Regions from separate parts of the Sus scrofa genome. Here region 1 is linked to region 2. A link is a contact called in public Hi-C data. All regions are on one chromosome and are shown on one strand. The core of a region is the stretch at or near the end of the contact, and the rest is flanking DNA. Distances in the headings are between cores, read along the strand shown. Region 1 overlaps ITSN1 (intersectin-1). Region 2 overlaps ITSN1 (intersectin-1).

What was found. A called contact is a pair of places that touch in the nucleus more often than the background predicts.
Region 1: a contact with region 2 is called in a Hi-C map of embryonic fibroblasts, with 2.1 times the contacts expected there. The contact joins two enhancer-like sites. A contact is called at or near these places in 1 of 47 Hi-C or Micro-C datasets (embryonic fibroblasts) and 1 of 2 datasets of contacts at active chromatin or transcription factors (skeletal muscle).

Annotation. Positions count from the first base shown.
Region 1 is chr13:197,491,233-197,495,832 of Sscrofa11.1, forward strand. It overlaps ITSN1 (intersectin-1), which reads left to right. Exons shown (of 42, transcript XM_021070946.1): 42 at 1-1,305. Among named protein-coding and RNA genes, the nearest start is that of ATP5O, 26 kb to the right of the region's middle. Within about 2 kb of position 2,854, at least 5 of the 83 cell types and tissues checked have an H3K27ac peak or open chromatin away from gene starts, as enhancers often do. A contact at or near this core is called in embryonic fibroblasts, where this site is marked.
Region 2 is chr13:197,336,946-197,341,361 of Sscrofa11.1, forward strand. It overlaps ITSN1 (intersectin-1), which reads left to right. Exons shown (of 42, transcript XM_021070946.1): 5 at 1,205-1,365. Among named protein-coding and RNA genes, the nearest start is that of ITSN1, 38 kb to the left of the region's middle. Within about 2 kb of position 2,871, at least 6 of the 83 cell types and tissues checked have an H3K27ac peak or open chromatin away from gene starts, as enhancers often do. A contact at or near this core is called in embryonic fibroblasts, where this site is marked.

The DNA.
Region 1 (4,600 bases), core at 1,604-4,103, 150 kb after region 2:
TCCTGGCTTTTTGCTTTCTCAACACAGGCTCTCTGCAGGCCCCTGCCTCCTAATACTCTGAGTCCAGACTTCTAGACACCCCTGCAAGCCTCCCCCTTCCCTGAGCCACACTGATCTCCTCGATGTCCAGCAAGGGGGCCTTTCTGCTCCAGGGCTGGGCCCTGAGGATAGGAGGACTTTTTTGCAGACCAGCTCTCCTGAAGGAACCATCCATATTCTGGTGCCCCCGGGGCAGGGTCTCTCTGGCAGGCAGGTGGGCAGCATCATCTGGATCCAGGTTGCCTGTGACCATGAGAGCCTGAGGCTGTGGCTCATTCAGATCCAGGGCTGGCCTGACGCAGGGAGAGAGACCTTTCTGGGCTGGGCTCTCCAGGGTTGCTTGAGAGACTGGGGCCAGGCTTCCCAGGTTGACTTCATGTAGTCCCCCTTGATCTCTGATGGCAGAGGAGAAAGCAGTGCTCCCATAGGACATTTGTGTTCAAGGGGGCATTTTTTTCTTCTTTGCTCTTTGAACAACTTAAGCATGACCTAAGTCTATGAAAGTACCTGGTCTTACCTGGTTGAGTAGCACTGAATTTAGTTGAGGAAAAAAAAAAAATCCCATCAGAAAATGGACAAATTGGCCATTTGCATTGTCTTTTTGACCCGGTGCCCCAAACTTCTGTCTCTCTAGGGGTTGCCTGGTGCAAGCATAAAGCCACTGACCGAGCAGGGACATTCTCGGATCCAAAGGGGCTGGAGAGCAAAGAGGCATGAATGAAGTGCTTCCGGTTTTATTTGAAAGGAGGCTTTGGAATCTAGTTGACAGTTTGCCAGTGCTCAGTATGAGCAGAAAAAGACTTCTCTATCTCTCCTCCGTTTTTTTCCCCCTAGTTGGTTGGGCTTTTCTGATTCACAAGAAGAATATTTGTTTTGTGTCTGTAAGGATTTTAAGAATTTCCGTGGGGAACAGCAAGTAGGTTTTCATTTTATTTCAGTTCATTGTATTCTCCCTTCTCTTTGGGGCTGGAGATGAGCTTCACAGCAGACATGGGCACTGTGACAGGGACACGTGCCTGCTTGACGGTGGCATTTCAGACTCGAGGGTCATGTGAGGTTAACGTTGGGTCTGCCTACTCCAGATGCACTTGCCTTATAAATTTAGAACCTTCTAGGCTGGAAAGTGAGGCGATGAAAACAGACAAGGCTGGCTCTCCTTCCTTGGCTTTTAGCATTAGGACTTTAATTCAGGCAGAAGCAGAACTGGTAGCAGAAACTGGTGATGTGCTGAAGCCCTCAGATGCTGTGGTCTGAGCTATCTTAAGAGGTTTTTTTTTTTTTTTTCTTTGCCCCTCCCTTTTTTTGGGGGTGTGTGTGTGCTGCACCTGCAGCATATGGAAGTTCCCTGGCTAGGGGTCAAACGGGAGCTGTAGCCGTCACAGCCACAGCAACACAGGATCCGAGCCACATCTACGACCTGCACCATAGCTCACCGTAATGCTGGATCCTTAACCCATTGAGCGAGGCCAGGGATCAAACCCACATCCTCATGGATACTAGCTGGATTCCTAACCTGATGAGCCACAACAGGAATTCCCCTAAGAGGTATTTGGTAAACAAATACTCCCTTCTCTCTGTACCGAGGGGTGCGGCAGTGCCCTCCGGGGCTTCTCCAGGATGCCGGGAATGGCACAGGTCAGCTGCCAAGACTCACCCTGCAGTGCCCCGAGCCATGTTTTATAGGGGCCACTTTGTATGGTGTCAGTACAGTGTGGATATTTACCGCACTTGGAAAGCAGCCGTTTATTTGAGCTAGAGGAAAGGAACATTCTAGATCTCCTGTCTCCTCACCCTGCTTATTGTTAGATGCAGGATATGTTTGTAGGTCATCAGGCTCAGCTAAGCTATGTAACCTGCTCTCTTTCGCAGCCAAAATCTATTCCTGAGAAACATGGAAAACGCATTCCAGATGAAGGCGAGAAAACCTCTAACAGCTCTTTACCTGGGGAGCATTAAAACCCAGAGGCCAACAGTTGCAAAGTCTTATCTCTGGGTTGTGAGCTCTCAGTCAAGTTCATTCAGGGAGTCCCTATCCTGGGCCAGACCACCCTCCCACGTGGTAAGGAGGGGGCCTGCCTTTGTGGCTTTCACAGCCTAATTGTAGATCTAACTTTAAGGCATTTGAACAGCACCCAATGCTTGTAAAAATTCATCTCCACTTCCAAATAATTATTTCAGTGACATGCAGATTCAATCACTTCGTCCACTAAAAGGAACCTTCTTTCATCTGAACTTTGGGAACCAGATAACACCCACATAGTACATTTTTTTTTTCAACACTATGTGTGGTTGTCATATTTCAGGGTAAAGCTGCCCCTCCTGGATGTCAGGGTGTTTTGTGAGTTGTTTTTAATAGGATTTTGTTCTACTTTCTATACCAGCCTATCTTGTTAAAATCATCTGAGGAGGGTGAATATTTTAGGATTCAAAGCCCACCAAATAAACCTGCTCAGAAGTGGGCTTATGTGGTCAGCCTTGAGAAAAATAAATGAGTGTTTCTCAGATATCTGCTGAGAATTACCCAGTAACCAGGGTTTCTTTTTATGCAGTGGAAAGAATGCATATTTTTCTTCCAGAAACTCTGGTTTGTACTTTTTTTCATTTAAAAGAATAACATGCCTGTGAGGTTGTGTTTCTAAAACTTTCTTCCTTTGCATTTTTCCTCTCCTACTCAAACCCCTTATTTCCTCCTGCTTCTCTAAACAGAATGGGGGCCTGGGGCCAAGAGGGTGATGCAGGAATCAGAGAAAGGGGGTGGCGGCTTTGCAGTGCCTGGTTAAGAGCGGGGAGCTGCCGTTCTACCCACGCTCACCGCTAGGGGGCGATGTCCCTGCTGGAAACTTGCCGGTTCCAAGGGCCGATCCCAGGGCGCTGGCTCCACCTACTGCAGCTCTGGGGCATTGCTCTTGTGTAAATCAAGGACTTGGGGAATCTGAGAAAGAAGGCAGGAGGGGAAAGAAAGTTAGCGATGGACGCGGAACTCGAACACACCTCTCCTGGGATACATGGTGACACTTTGCCTTTCTCTGCTGCTGAGCTTGGAGCCCCCAGTGGTCCTTAGCCTTCCTGTCTTTTCTGCATCTGCTTTGGTGAAGGCCCCAGAGATTTGGGGGCCTCCGCCGTGAGGTGGAGGTGTCCTGCTACTGCTGGGCCCACCCAGGGTGAGTTCACTGGAGGAGGCGCCCCCTCCCCAACAAGGGTTCTAGAAGTCAGGTCCCCTCTGCTTGGTTTGGATAAGAGAGTCTACCTGGAGACTGTCACCTGTGGAATTTCAGATGTAAAGGAACTGTTCGGGGGATGCAGATCATTGCATGGGGTGTGTGTGTGGGCGGGGGTGGGGGGGTGGTGGCCGTGAGTGGATATTTGGATTGACCATGAAAGCAGATAGATCTGACCCTCCCGGAGTTCACACTCATGACACGCTACATAATTTGCGGGCTGAGTGCAAAGTGAAAATGTGAGTCCCGTGTTCAAAATTATGAAGACTTTCGAGGTGATGACGGCAGAGGATTAGACCAGGAACCGGCCCTCGTAAGCACTGGGTCCCGCGTGTGACTGCGCAGGTCAGATGCCCGTGAACCCCGCCTTGGTCACATTGTGTTTTTAGTTGGTGTTCTAGGCAGATGGGGCTTCATCTTTTGCTTCTTCCTTTGTAAAGTCTCCCTGGCAGGGTGCAGAGAGGTGGGCCGATGAATTTTTCAAAATGTGTGCTTGTTAAAGCGCCAACGGTCTGGACCCGTCAGAGGGTAGGGGGCCCAAACCCCTCGTTGACAGATGCGTGGCCAGGGCGTGCTGCAGAGGGGCCCGCGGGCCTTGACCGTTTCACCCAATGACTTGAAATCAAACCCTTCCTTTTGGTCATTAGTCATCCACTGGGGGCTTTTCTTCTCTGAGCTGCTAGGACAGGGAGGCTTTTCCCCGTAATTTACTAGGTAATGGAGCGCGGGTGGAGCGGTGCTCAGTGCTCCTTCCCCGGGAGCCGGGTTGGACGCCGTTTCTCCATCTCCGATCCCTCGAAAGGGGACCGCCGGCTGCCTCCCTGCCGCTGCCTTGGCGCCCAGGTGGCAGGAGGGCTCCTGCTTCTGGGAGGCAGAGGCTTCCCAGCTGGGTTCTCCCCGTAGGATATCCGTGGCTTTGGAGCAGGGGGATGTGAGGAGAGAGGAAAGATCCCACTACCACGGGCCGTGGGGCGTGGCGGGGGTGGGGTGGGGTGGGGCAGCTGACCTTGGAGTTGCCCCTCCTGCCGTGCACTTGCAGTTGCTTTCTTTCGGTAGCATTTCCTAGACCTTGGCTGGACCCTCCCAAACCTTTGCAATTCTGCTCGGTCTTTGCTAGTCAATTTCACGTCTATGCACACAGAGCAATAATCCCATCTATGTTTCTAGATTCAGTCTGGGATTATAAAGTTTACGAGGTAAAAACATTCAGGCAGTGGAACAGAAATGTCAAATTCATCTCCTGTGGATTTGACAGTGTCACTTTGACTGAGATGGCAAACCCTAGCCTTGTTTCTACGGGTAAGGCAATCACGCAAACTACTGAACTTTCAGAAAGCATTTTC
Region 2 (4,416 bases), core at 1,621-4,120:
TAGATCATTTTCTTCTTTTTTCTTTTAGAGATTATTATTTATTAATAAAGCAGTACATGTATCATCATTAACATTATTGTAGTGCTTTGAAAACTGTATTTCAGTGTTATTGACATTCTTTGTAATCCTATGGGTTTTTTTTTTATTTTATTGGAATATAGTTGACTTATAATGCATTCGTTTCAGGTATTCAGCAAAGTGAATTGGTTATACATGCCATTTGGCTATGCGTCCCTACATAAAATAGATTATTTTCCAACTCCCACATAGATATTATAAACAATTGAGTGGATTTCCCTGAGCTATATAGTGGGTTCTTGCTAATCATCTATTTTATACAGTAATATGTATGTGCTATTCCCATTCTCCCAGTTCTCCCCATGCCCCTATGGTAACCATAAGATTGCCTTTGAAATCACTTGATTGCTTTTTAGATCGTTTTCTTTTTTTTTTTTTTTTTTTTTTTTTTTTTGGCTGCCCCATGGCATATGGAGTTTCTGGGCCAAGAATCCAATCCAAGCTGTACTTGCAACCTAAGCCACAGCTGCAGCAAAGCCGGATTCTTAACCCACTGTACAGGGCTGGGGATTGAACCTGTGTCCCTGTGCTCCCAAGACATGGCCAATTCTGATGTGCCACAGAGGGAAGTCCTAGTAAACCATTTTCATCATTCCAAGAAGGAACTGTATTTGATGTCCATAGTACATACCCTGACATTCAGAGTGAAAATTAGCCTTTGTATCCCATAAGGGTATCACAGTAACAACTATTGCATATTTATGTAAAATCTTGTTAGTTTTCCCCGACAGCTTGGTAAACTAGTTTCGTGGGTTTTTGTTTTTGTCTTTCTAGGGCCACACTCACTGCATGTGGAGGTTCCCAGGCTGGGGTCGAATTGGAACTGTAGCCACCGGCCTACACCACCGCCACAGCAACTCGGGATCCAAGCCAGTCTGCGACCTACACCACAGCTCACACCACTTCGGGATCCTTAACCACTGAGTGAGGCCAGGGATCGAACCCATGTCCTCTTGGATCCTGGTTGGGTTCACTACCTGCTGAGCCATGATGGGAACGCCTGTGTGTGTTTTGTTCTCCCCAGGCTCCCAGGAGCTGATTCTTTAGCTTTTGTGTGGGTGCGAATGGTTGGGGAGAGATTCCTTTAAGGTCACAGTCATTCTGAGCCTTTGCTGCCGGTTCGCAGGGCGCTGGCTGACATGAATAATGACGGAAGGATGGATCAAGTGGAGTTTTCCATAGCCATGAAACTCATCAAGCTGAAGCTCCAAGGCTATCAGCTCCCCTCCGCACTTCCCCCTGTCATGAAGCAGCAACCAGTTGCTATTTCTAGTGCACCAGCGTTCGGTGAGTCTGACAAGACATCAGGTCCTATGTTTCATTGTATGTTTTTAAAATAAGCATTTCCCCTTTTATCCCTCCCTTGCAGTTTGTAGCGTTGTGAAATTCTAGGAGGTATACTGTCTGAAAAATGACAGCCCTGCACAGAAAGTCACCGATGGAAGGGAAGAAGGTTCACCTTCTACCCCTGGGGGGAGAGTCATTAAAATGAAAAGCAAGGTGCAAATGGCTGGGGGAAAAGGAGCGAGCTTGCAGCGTGCGGCTGGCACCTACATCTGTCTTTCTCTTACTGGATTCTCGGCCCTCACGTTGTTACATGCTTCCTTTTCGCTTTCTGTTTTCAGACTGTCTTTATGTTTCCTCGTGTGTTTCCTTTCATTTATGGTATCTAGAAATATATATTTTCTTTGCAGTAGTGAGGCAACTTGGCCACGTTGCGTTCTTTCTTTGAACAAAATGCCACCAAGGGAAAAAAGGCCTATTATCTGGATCTAAACTATCATCCCATAAATGTCTTTTCAGCAGACGTTTTTCCTACAAATTAAAGGGTCATGAGTTGACCACGATTCCCAACAGTTTTGATTTCTTCTCTGTTCTCACCCTAGACTTTAATTATTTAGGTTGGTTGAAAGATTGCAGTAATCCGAGCTAACATCTCATTCATGGGAAAGTCCTTAGATAGTTTAAACAAACTACGAAAGTTGCAGAGAAGAGTTTCTTTCCCTCTCTCCATCCTGTTCTATCTGATGACTCGTGAGAAACTGGACATTTTGGGAGGAGCCAGTCAGTCATTCAGGTTGGCACTGATACCATTGATGATAAACCGAGGTACATAAATGCTGTGCTTTTACATAATAGATTCACTATTAAAAACAAACTCTGCATTGCCCTTCTCTGGATGACGTTGAGCCACCCATCTGGATTTTTTTTTTCTTTTTGTCTTTTATGGCCGCACCCGTGGCATATGGAAGTTCCCAGACTAGGGGCTGAATCGGAACTGCGGCTGCCAGCCTACACCGCAGCCACAGCAGTGCCAGCTCCAAACTGCATGTGCAGCCTACACTGCAGCTTGCAGCAATGCTGGATCCTTAACCCATTGACCAGTGCCAAGGATCGAACCTGCATCCTCATGGATACTCATCGGGTTCTTACTCTGCTGAGCCACAACGGGAACTCCAAGTCTGGATCTTTTCAAGGGAGAGATTAACAGGTTGGGGGTTAGGCAGGTAGGATAGTGATCCAGGAGAAGAAGGAAAAACTCAAAAAGTCATGTGATTGCAGGGCTAGGAAGAGTGGAAGTGGGCAGTGCTGGAGTCTCCACGGGACCCACCCCGCCCATGGTGTGTTCACAGCACCTAGCCCTCCATGAAGGAGCTTATTTAAAAGTGGAAGTTGCTCTGAATCTACAAGCCCGAAGGGGCTCGTAGCCAACATTTGGTCAGGACCCAAAGCAGCTAGAGGGTGTTTGGTTTGCTTTTGGCCTCTCTTCCGAGGCTGCAAGAAGAAACCTTGACCCTGGAGAAAGGGTCAGGTAACCACAGGCATCCCATTTCCTCTTTTTCTCTCAAACCCAGGGGTCAGTAATTCTTGCTCTGACATTTAATATGTCTTCTCTTATTCCATTCTGCTGTAGGAATTTCACCTCTAGGGATACTGCTGATATATTTTCAGGAGGTGTGGCCTCGCTGCCCAGAGGGTTTTACCGGCACTTGAGTCACCCGCCCCAGCTTCTAAGGGAAGCCAGGACTTCTAAACTGCCCTGCCCATCAGAACTCAACTCTTGGTCTTGGCTTTTCTTTTTTTTTCTTTTTTTCTTTTGTATTTTTTGTCTTTTTAGGGCCACGCCTGCAGCATATGGAGGTTCCCAGGCTATGGGTCGAATTGGAGCTGCAGCGGCCGGCCTACACCACAGCCACAGCAACTCAGGATCTGAACCATGTCTGCGACCTACACCATAGCTCACAGCAACACTGGATCCTTAGCCCACTGATCGAGGCCAGGGATGGAACCTGTGTCCTCATGGATACTAGTTGGGTTCCTTAATCGCTGAGCCACAGCAGGAACTCTTGGTCTTGGCTTTTCCACTGCCTTTCCTCCCATCATTCTCATCCCATCAGCCTTCTCAGTATACTGTTTATTAGAAGGGAATAACAGAAAATAAGAGGTTAAAAGTACATGGTCCTGGACTTCCCTGGTGGCTCAGCAGGTTAAGGATGCCATGTTATCACCACTATGGCTCGGGTTCGATCCCTGGCCTGGGAACTTTCACATGCTGTCGGCATGGCCAAAAATATAAAATAAAATAAATAAAATATGGATACTTAAAAAAAATAAAAATAAAAACAAAGTATGTGGTCCTAATCCTCTTTGCCCAAGTTGACTCACAGATTTAGCCTTTGCCACTAAATCTAGTTCTACCTCTCAGCTCAGCCCAAGGTAACTTTTTTCTTTATCCTTCTGGCCACTTAAAAATAGAATTTATTACCGTTATCATTATTTTCTAATTAACATTAGACATTTCTTCCCCCTTTTTTTGGCTGCCCTGCAGCATGTGGAGTTCCCGGGCCAGAGATCAGACCCGAGCTGTAGTTGTGAACTAAGCTGCAGCTGTGGCAACACTGGATCATTAACCCACTGTGCTGGGCCAGGGATCGAACCTGCGTCCCGGCACTCCCAAGTCGCCGCCAATCCTGTTGTCACAGTGGGAACTCCTAATTAATATCAGACGTCATCTGACCATGGATTTCCTAGCCCTGCGCCTTCTCATACAGTCTTTTATTTGGTCACAGCAGTAACCCTAGAAGTGAGGGGAAATTATTGGCCCTGTTATATAAATGGGAGAACTGAGATTCCAAGAAGTTTGAACAGTTTGCTTGAGACCATGTCTCTGAAAGGGAGGTTAGAGCCCATCCAAACTCCCAGTTTTCCTCGGGGCTCTTGGCTTCCTTGTTACCCTCGCTCTCTCATTATCACCAAGTCACCTGCGTGACATGGAGCCTTGGCACCCTCCCAAGGTTAAGGCAGGTGTTAGCGCCCTGTGGAGTGAAGGCTGGCTAG